2 separate regions of the Sus scrofa genome follow, and region 2 is linked to region 1. A link is a contact called in public HiChIP or PLAC-seq data. All regions are on one chromosome and are shown on one strand. Each heading gives the region's core, a stretch centred on a gene start, on an enhancer-like site or on the middle of the called end of the contact. The rest is flanking DNA. Distances are from core to core; before and after follow the strand shown. Region 1 overlaps LOC110261542 (a long non-coding RNA gene). Region 2 overlaps RASGRF1 (ras-specific guanine nucleotide-releasing factor 1).

Evidence for each region. HiChIP or PLAC-seq counts read pairs in DNA pulled down with a chosen protein or histone mark.
Region 2: an H3K27ac HiChIP or PLAC-seq map of alveolar macrophages shows a contact between it and region 1. The contact joins two enhancer-like sites. A contact is called at or near these places in 1 of 5 promoter capture datasets (liver), 2 of 47 Hi-C or Micro-C datasets (embryonic fibroblasts and undifferentiated spermatogonia) and 1 of 2 datasets of contacts at active chromatin or transcription factors (alveolar macrophages).

What each region holds. Positions count from the first base shown.
Region 1 is chr7:48,001,171-48,004,599 of Sscrofa11.1, reverse strand. LOC110261542 (a long non-coding RNA gene) reads right to left here. Exons shown (of 3, transcript XR_002345766.1): 3 at 1,841-2,793. Among named protein-coding and RNA genes, the nearest start is that of ADAMTS7, 8.4 kb to the right of the region's middle. Within about 2 kb of position 1,984, at least 3 of the 83 cell types and tissues checked have an H3K27ac peak or open chromatin away from gene starts, as enhancers often do. A contact at or near this core is called in alveolar macrophages, where this site is marked.
Region 2 is chr7:48,158,930-48,162,277 of Sscrofa11.1, reverse strand. It overlaps RASGRF1 (ras-specific guanine nucleotide-releasing factor 1), which reads left to right. Exons shown (of 27, transcript XM_003128446.6): 15 at 2,465-2,838. Among named protein-coding and RNA genes, the nearest start is that of CTSH, 55 kb to the right of the region's middle. Within about 2 kb of position 2,042, at least 8 of the 83 cell types and tissues checked have an H3K27ac peak or open chromatin away from gene starts, as enhancers often do. A contact at or near this core is called in alveolar macrophages, where this site is marked.

The DNA of each region.
Region 1 (3,429 bases), core at 735-3,234:
AGCTGGACCAGCATCAGTCCCACCCTCAGGAGCTCACAGGGCCTAGGAGAGCTCTGATGGGGAGAGCCAGCCCTGGGTGAGGGCTATTAGGACAGTGTTGGGGGCAGAAGTCACCTGGAGGGGGCAGGAAGGGAGGGCTGGGGGCCGTGAGCTCTGAGCAGACGGTAAAGATTCATTCCATGAGCACTTGTGAGCACATCGTGGGATGCGTTCTCTTTATGGGGAGACCTTATCTGGGTCTTCAGGAAGGCCAGAGCTAGAAGGCCAGTGAGCACAAGTGCTGGAAAGTGGATTCACTCAGGCGGGGTTTCAGGGAATGTCTCAGAAAGGACAGTTGGAGCCAGGGGAGGGGACGGCACTGAGGCCAGGGGAGCTGAGCCCATTTCTGGGAGGCAGCTACCCTCTCCTTAGTTGAGCGGCACTGTGTGCCAGGCCCAGTGCCAGGCATTTTACAAGTACCATCTCTCCAATCCTACAACTCCTCTAAGAGGCAGGGAATGTGATCTTCATTCACATGGGAGGGGACTGAGGTCAGAGAGGGGACTTGCCTCATGTGCCACAGCAGAATCAGGAGCTCACCAAGCCTTCCTCTGAAGAGCCTGTCAATTTCCCTGGGGCGCTATGATGACAAGGCTCCGAAAATCTGCACTTTGGGGGTCCACCCAAAGTGGCATTGCTGGGAGAGGGTGATGGGCTGAGGATATATTTATTTTTCTTTCCTTTTTTAAATTTTACTATTATTATTATTATTTTTTTGTCTTTTTAGGGCCGTGCCCACAGCATATGAAAGTTCCCAGGCTAGAGTCAAATCGGAGCTGTAGTTCCCAGCCTACACCACAGCCCCAGCAACACGGGATCTGAGCTGCGTCTGTGACCTACACCACCAGATCCCCAACCCACCGAGTGAGGCCAGGAATCAAACCTGTGTCCTCATGGTTGCCAGCTGGGTTCGCTAACCCCTGAGTCATGATAGGAACCCCTTTCTTTTCTGTTTTTTTTTTGTTTTTTTTTTTGAAATACCACTCTCCCTATTTTATTTTATTTTATTTTAATTATTATTATTATTGGCCGCCTCACAGCATATGGAACTCCTGGGCCAGGGATCAGATCCAAGCTGCAGCTGTGGCAACACTGGATCCTTAATCCACTGTGCTGGGCTGGGGATGGAACCCTCGTCCCAGTGCTCCCAAGACACTGCTGATCCTGTTGCACCACAGAGGGAGCTCCTATTTTTTCCTTTCTTAAAAAAAAAAACAAACTTTTTACTATTGTTACTAAAATGACCAATAGCATTTCCTTCCACAGAATTTTCTACAAATGATGTGGCCAGTGTTGGGTTTTCCCTTTGGGTGATATTTTCCCTCAGTGAGATCATAGGTGGCTGTGTCAAAGGGTGTGGGTTATTTGGGGTTCTTCCGGTTCCCCATTTCCACTCCCACTCTGGCCATTTGCTTTGCTGCAATAGGAAGATCACAGGAACCTCAGGGCAACATTCCCAGGGGCCCTGAAGAGCCTAGAGGAAATGCGGAGGTTGGAAGGCAGGGGAAGGAAGGCAGAAGCCATGGCTGGAACAGCCAGGGTCAGGCATCCTCTTGGAATTGTGTCCCCTCCTCCCACAGAGGGTGCCTGGGCGTGTGTGTGACGGGCCAGGACAGAGGTGGCTGTTTTTCAGCTTGTGTGTCTGTAGTACTGTTTAACTCTTTTAAACCATCAACTTGAATTACTTTGACATAAATGCACATTAAATTTCAAAAGAACAAAAACCTTTGCAAATTTAACCAGTAAGAAGTGCACTGCAGCAGCTTGGATCTATAGCTCTTTAATTGCTGACAGGAAAGTACATTTCTCAAATGTTTGTGCACCATTTGTGTTTTTTCTAAATGCTTGGTATCTCTTGCCAGGAACAGTGCTATGGTTGGAGCCTGGCACTTGAGGGCAGACCTCCTTTCACGTCCTGCTCTGCTAGTTACTGTGTGACCTCACACAAGTGACCTAATCTCCATTTTGCTTGCCCGTAAATTGGATAGTAATAACTTCCCGCATAGGGTTGCTTGAGGGTTAATGAGGAAATTCATGTAAAGCATCACTCATGTGAGTATGCCAGTATCAGTTCAGGAATAAAGAACACTTGGATTAAACAAGGAATAGCTGTAATGCCAGGGGCAGGGGTAGTACAGGCGGTACAGGCTTGACTCAGGGTAACGGGGGGGGGGGGGGGGGGAGAACTTGCTGTCCCCAGGCTTGGCCCCCAGGGCACGCTGGCTGGCAATAGCTCCAAGTATCAGACGCTTCCCAGAAGCCTGCAGTACTGAACTTTAATTCCAGGCCACTCCCCTTTATCATGTCTTCCTAAACACGTCCAACCTAATTTTCATAGAAACAACTCTCCCTTTGTCCTCAGACATGGGCTTATTTATTTAATTACGTTTCATAATATAACAGCAGAAGCAACAGTATAAACTGGTTTGGGAACAAATCCAGGTAGGTCTCGGAAAGCCTGCAGCTTATTTGGTGGGAAGAGAAATGTTTGAGGCTGGCTAGACCCATGTTTAAGATGCCCATCCATCCCCTGGGGAGCTGGTGAAAGTGCACATTCTGATGCAGCAGGTTGAGGGCAGGCTGAGATGTAGTCTTTCTCCCCAGCTCTCAGGCATTGCTCGTGCTGTTGGTCTGAAGGGCTGCCCTTGATGTAGGGTGGGAGAGTGTGTTCGATTAGCAGCAAGAGATGAGCATGCCATGGGCATTAGTCTCTATGTTTTACCAGGAGGATGGCTGCTGAGTCCAGTCGGGCTGCTGAAACAAAATATCACAGACTGGGTGGCTTATAAACAACAGAAATTTCTTTCTCACAGCTCTGGAGGCAGGGAGTCTTCATATCAGGGTGCCAGCATGGCCAGATGAGGGTCTTCTTCCAGGCTTCTTGTTATGGTTGTGACCGCTCAGGTATAAGGGGCCAGGGAACTCTCTGGGACTCTTTTATATATTTCAGGAGGGCTCCACTCTCACCACCTAATCACCTCCCAAAGGCCGCACCTCCTAACACCATCACCTTTGGGGGTTAGAATTTCAAAATCTGAATTTTGGAGGGACAGACACATTCAGACCAATGAATGTTTCATTTCATAGCAATGGCAAAGTTTTGGTGAGCTGGATTGGCAGAGGTTGCTATATAACGTCCACGGTGACTAATACTAGTTTACAAAGCATTTTCACATATGGCATCTTAATTTTCCCAGTGTCATGGATCATTGTTTTAATCTCTTAACAATGGGCCGTTGTTTAATCTTTAATATTTGCTAGGGTTATAAGACTTGGAAGGATCACGCAATTTGCCCAGGGGCATGCAGCTAGTTCTAGGCAGAGCTGAGACTTATACCCAAGCACTCCAACCACAGACCTGTCATATTCTATCACTACGTGGAGCTCACC
Region 2 (3,348 bases), core at 793-3,292, 160 kb before region 1:
GTTGGGAAGAGGCTGGAACCTGAGCTCGGGGCGGGGGTGGGGGGGCTGGGAGGGCGCACCCAGGAATCAGGCCTGCTCTCTGCAAGGTGGAAGGGCGTTCAGCCTATGGAGGTCAGGCCACCTTCGCCTTAGCTTCAAGGCTCTCTTTTCCATCTACCTCTCATGGCTCAGCCCTGCGGAGGGTCAGCTGGGACCCAAAAAGGCCAAGAGACCTGCCCCAGGGCCCCCTGGAAGTCTGTAGTTAAGCGGGGACTTGAACCCAGGGCCTGGATCTTGTTAAGCCCACTTTTAGCCACCCCTGTCTGCGTCTGGGCAGCAGGCAGGGTGGAAGTAGGCTTTGCATTCCTTTCCCACTGGCCTGCTCACGACCTTGCTTTAATCAGCATATGCAGCTGCCCACCCTCAGCCCAGCCCGGCTTTGAGGGGCCTGGTAGGGTCCCTGTGAACCCAGGGTCCCTGCAGGTGAGGATTCTAATGGCAGGCACAGTCTGACAGGGTCAGTGCTAGACTGGCCGAGGTCTGGGCCAGCCTCAGAACGTCAGTGTGTCCTCGTGGGGACCCAGAATCTTAGTGAACAAAAGCCTTTACCCCCATGTCACCAATGGTTACCCAGCCAAGAGTAGCATCAACAAGGCATCGGGGCAGCGGGCTTAGACCCAGCAAGGCCCTGCGTGCAGCTTGAGCTGCATCAGAAAGGTAGTTATTAACCCCCACCCAATAGAGTCATGAAGGATCTACCTAAGGCTCCCTAGGGGTAGGTCAAGTTCAGGGATCCCCATGGACCTCACTGCTCTGGGAGGGACCTGCCAGGAAATGTGGGGGCCAACAGGTGCTTTCCTTTTCTGCCTGGACCTCAGCTGTGGATGCTGCAGTAAGCCTCCGAGCACCCCTGAGTGCTCCCTCAACACCCGCCCCGGCAAGACTGGGGCCAGGGCGTCCACTCTGGGGCTGCCTAGAGCAGAGCCTCAGAGTTATAGCAACTCCCCAGGGCTGCTGGGAGGCCAAGCCAGTCCTGAGTGCAAGCCCAGGACACAAGGAGGGGTTAGGAAGCCTGGCAACTCTAACTGTCCCTCCGCTGGCCCTATACCTCTGCTGCCAGAGCAGGCCAGCTGCCCCCTGTGTCTCCTCTGTCCCCTCCCCCAGTTCCTCCCTGCTTCCTCCCACCCCTACCCCCACCCCCCAGTGCTCAAGGTTCACCTGCTTAACCTCAGCAGCCAGCTTTCCGGGGCCCTGAGACAGCAGGAGGAACCACCCTATCCAGGATGGATTCAAGCCTGAAAACCACTGGAGACCGTTCCCCAGGGACCCTCACATTCCTAGGAACCTGGGAACCTCCTAGGATTCCACCCAGCAGGCACAGCCTGTCAGTGGAAAGACGCAGGTTCTGATCCCAGTGCAGCCCTGTCACCTGGGCCGAATCCCTTCACCTCCCTGAGCTTCGGCGTTCCATCTGTGACACGGAAATAAGAATACCTTCCTCCCAGGGCAATGGTGAGGATTAAATGATACGGTCTGGAGTTCCCATCATGGCTCAGTGGTTAACGAATCCGACTAGGAACCATGAGGTGGCAGGTTTGATCCCTGGCCTTGCTCAGTGCGTTAAGGATCCGGCATTGCCGTGAGCTATGGTGTGGGTCGCAGACATGGCTTGGATCTGGCATTGATGTGGCTGTGGTGTAGGCTAGTGGCTACAGCTCCAATTCAACCCCTAGCCTGGGAACCTCCATATGCCAAGGGTGCGGCCCTAGAAAAGACAAAAAAAATGATACAGTCTCTCCCGGGATTAACATATTCCATGCTGTGGGCAACTGTTGGTACTATTATGTACCATCCCCTTTTTCCACCCTGGCCCTGAGGTGTGGGCCCTGTCTGAGGATGAAAAGAAGAATGGCTGGGACTGCTGGGAGACCCCCCGCCTCAGCTTCCTGCCCCCAAGTATCCACCGAGGCCAATCAAGCACCTGAGTGAAATAGAAAGGACATGGGTTTAGAGTCAGGAGGTGCCAGATGAGTCATTTCCTGTCTCCGAGCTCAGCTCCCTTGTCCATAAACTCCCAGGACCTGGGTGAGTCTGAGGTCAGAGGGTGTGGGTGACAGCAGGCCTGTTGGGGGCACCTAGAGAGGTTTCTCAGAGGCACGCGCGGGTCAGGTTTCTCTGCTGCCGACCAGAGGGAGGCCGAAGAGGGAGCGTCAGGCACTGTGCCACCAAAGCCCATGTCCCCTCCCAAAGCGGGACACCTGGGTCTATAGACACCTGGCTGCAGCCATTTAACCGCACAGGCCTTTTGGCCTGGCCTCCTCTCAAACCCACCTGCTCAGAGGGTCGGCCTGGGTGTCAGGGATCATGAGAATGAGGGAGCCGTGCTGGCCCTCTGAGCCCCCCAGGACCGGGGGTGGGGGGCCAGGCCTGGGCAGGCAGTCAGGCCCCTGCTGACCATTTGTTTTCACTCCCTGCCCTCCCACAGGTCACTGGAGCTCTTGTTTGCCAGCGGCCAAAACAACAAGCTCCTGTACGGGGACCCCCCCAAGTCCCCACGAGCCACCCGCAAGTTCTCCTCGCCGCCACCCCTGTCCATCACCAAGACGTCGTCACCCAGCCGCCGGCGGAAGCTCTCCCTGAATATCCCCATCATCACGGGCGGCAAGGCCCTGGACCTGGCCGCCCTCAGCTGCAACTCCAACGGCTACACCAGCATGTACTCGGCCATGTCGCCTTTCAGCAAGGCCACCCTGGACACCAGCAAGCTCTACGTGTCCAGCAGCTTTGCCAGCAAGATTCCAGATGAGGGCGATACGACCGCTGAGAAGCCTGAAGAACCCTCAGCTCTCAGAAAGCAGAGTGAGTGGATGCAGGGCCGAGCCACCCCCTTGGCTCGCCGGCCCACGGAGGCCGGCCCAGCCCTGCCAGGCTGCCCTGGGACAGGAGGGGCGGCTGAGGGTCCCCGCCTGATCAGGGAGAAAGAGCAGAGCCTGGAACGGGGAGAAGCAGCTGAATTTGGGAGCCCAGGCTGCAGAACGACAGCAAAGATTCCAAAGAAGTGGGATAAGTGTCTCTCCCATCATCCAGCTCCGCAATCCCCTGACGACAGCTGCCTCCTGCCTCCTTGTATTTGTCCAAGGAGGTGGGCATGTCCTGGGCCCAGCCCTGGTCAGGGCTTGGGAGAGAAGAGGGCCTCAGACCTAGTTCTTGCCCCCCAGGGATTCCCAGCACCCCTGAAGAGCAGGACCAGGCACCTGACACCTGCTGTGCTAGAGGGATGCTCCAGGGAGGTGTGGGGACACCATCGGGAGAGTCAGAGAAGGCTTCCTCGAGAACCCATTAGATCTAGATTTTCACCAGGAGAACGAG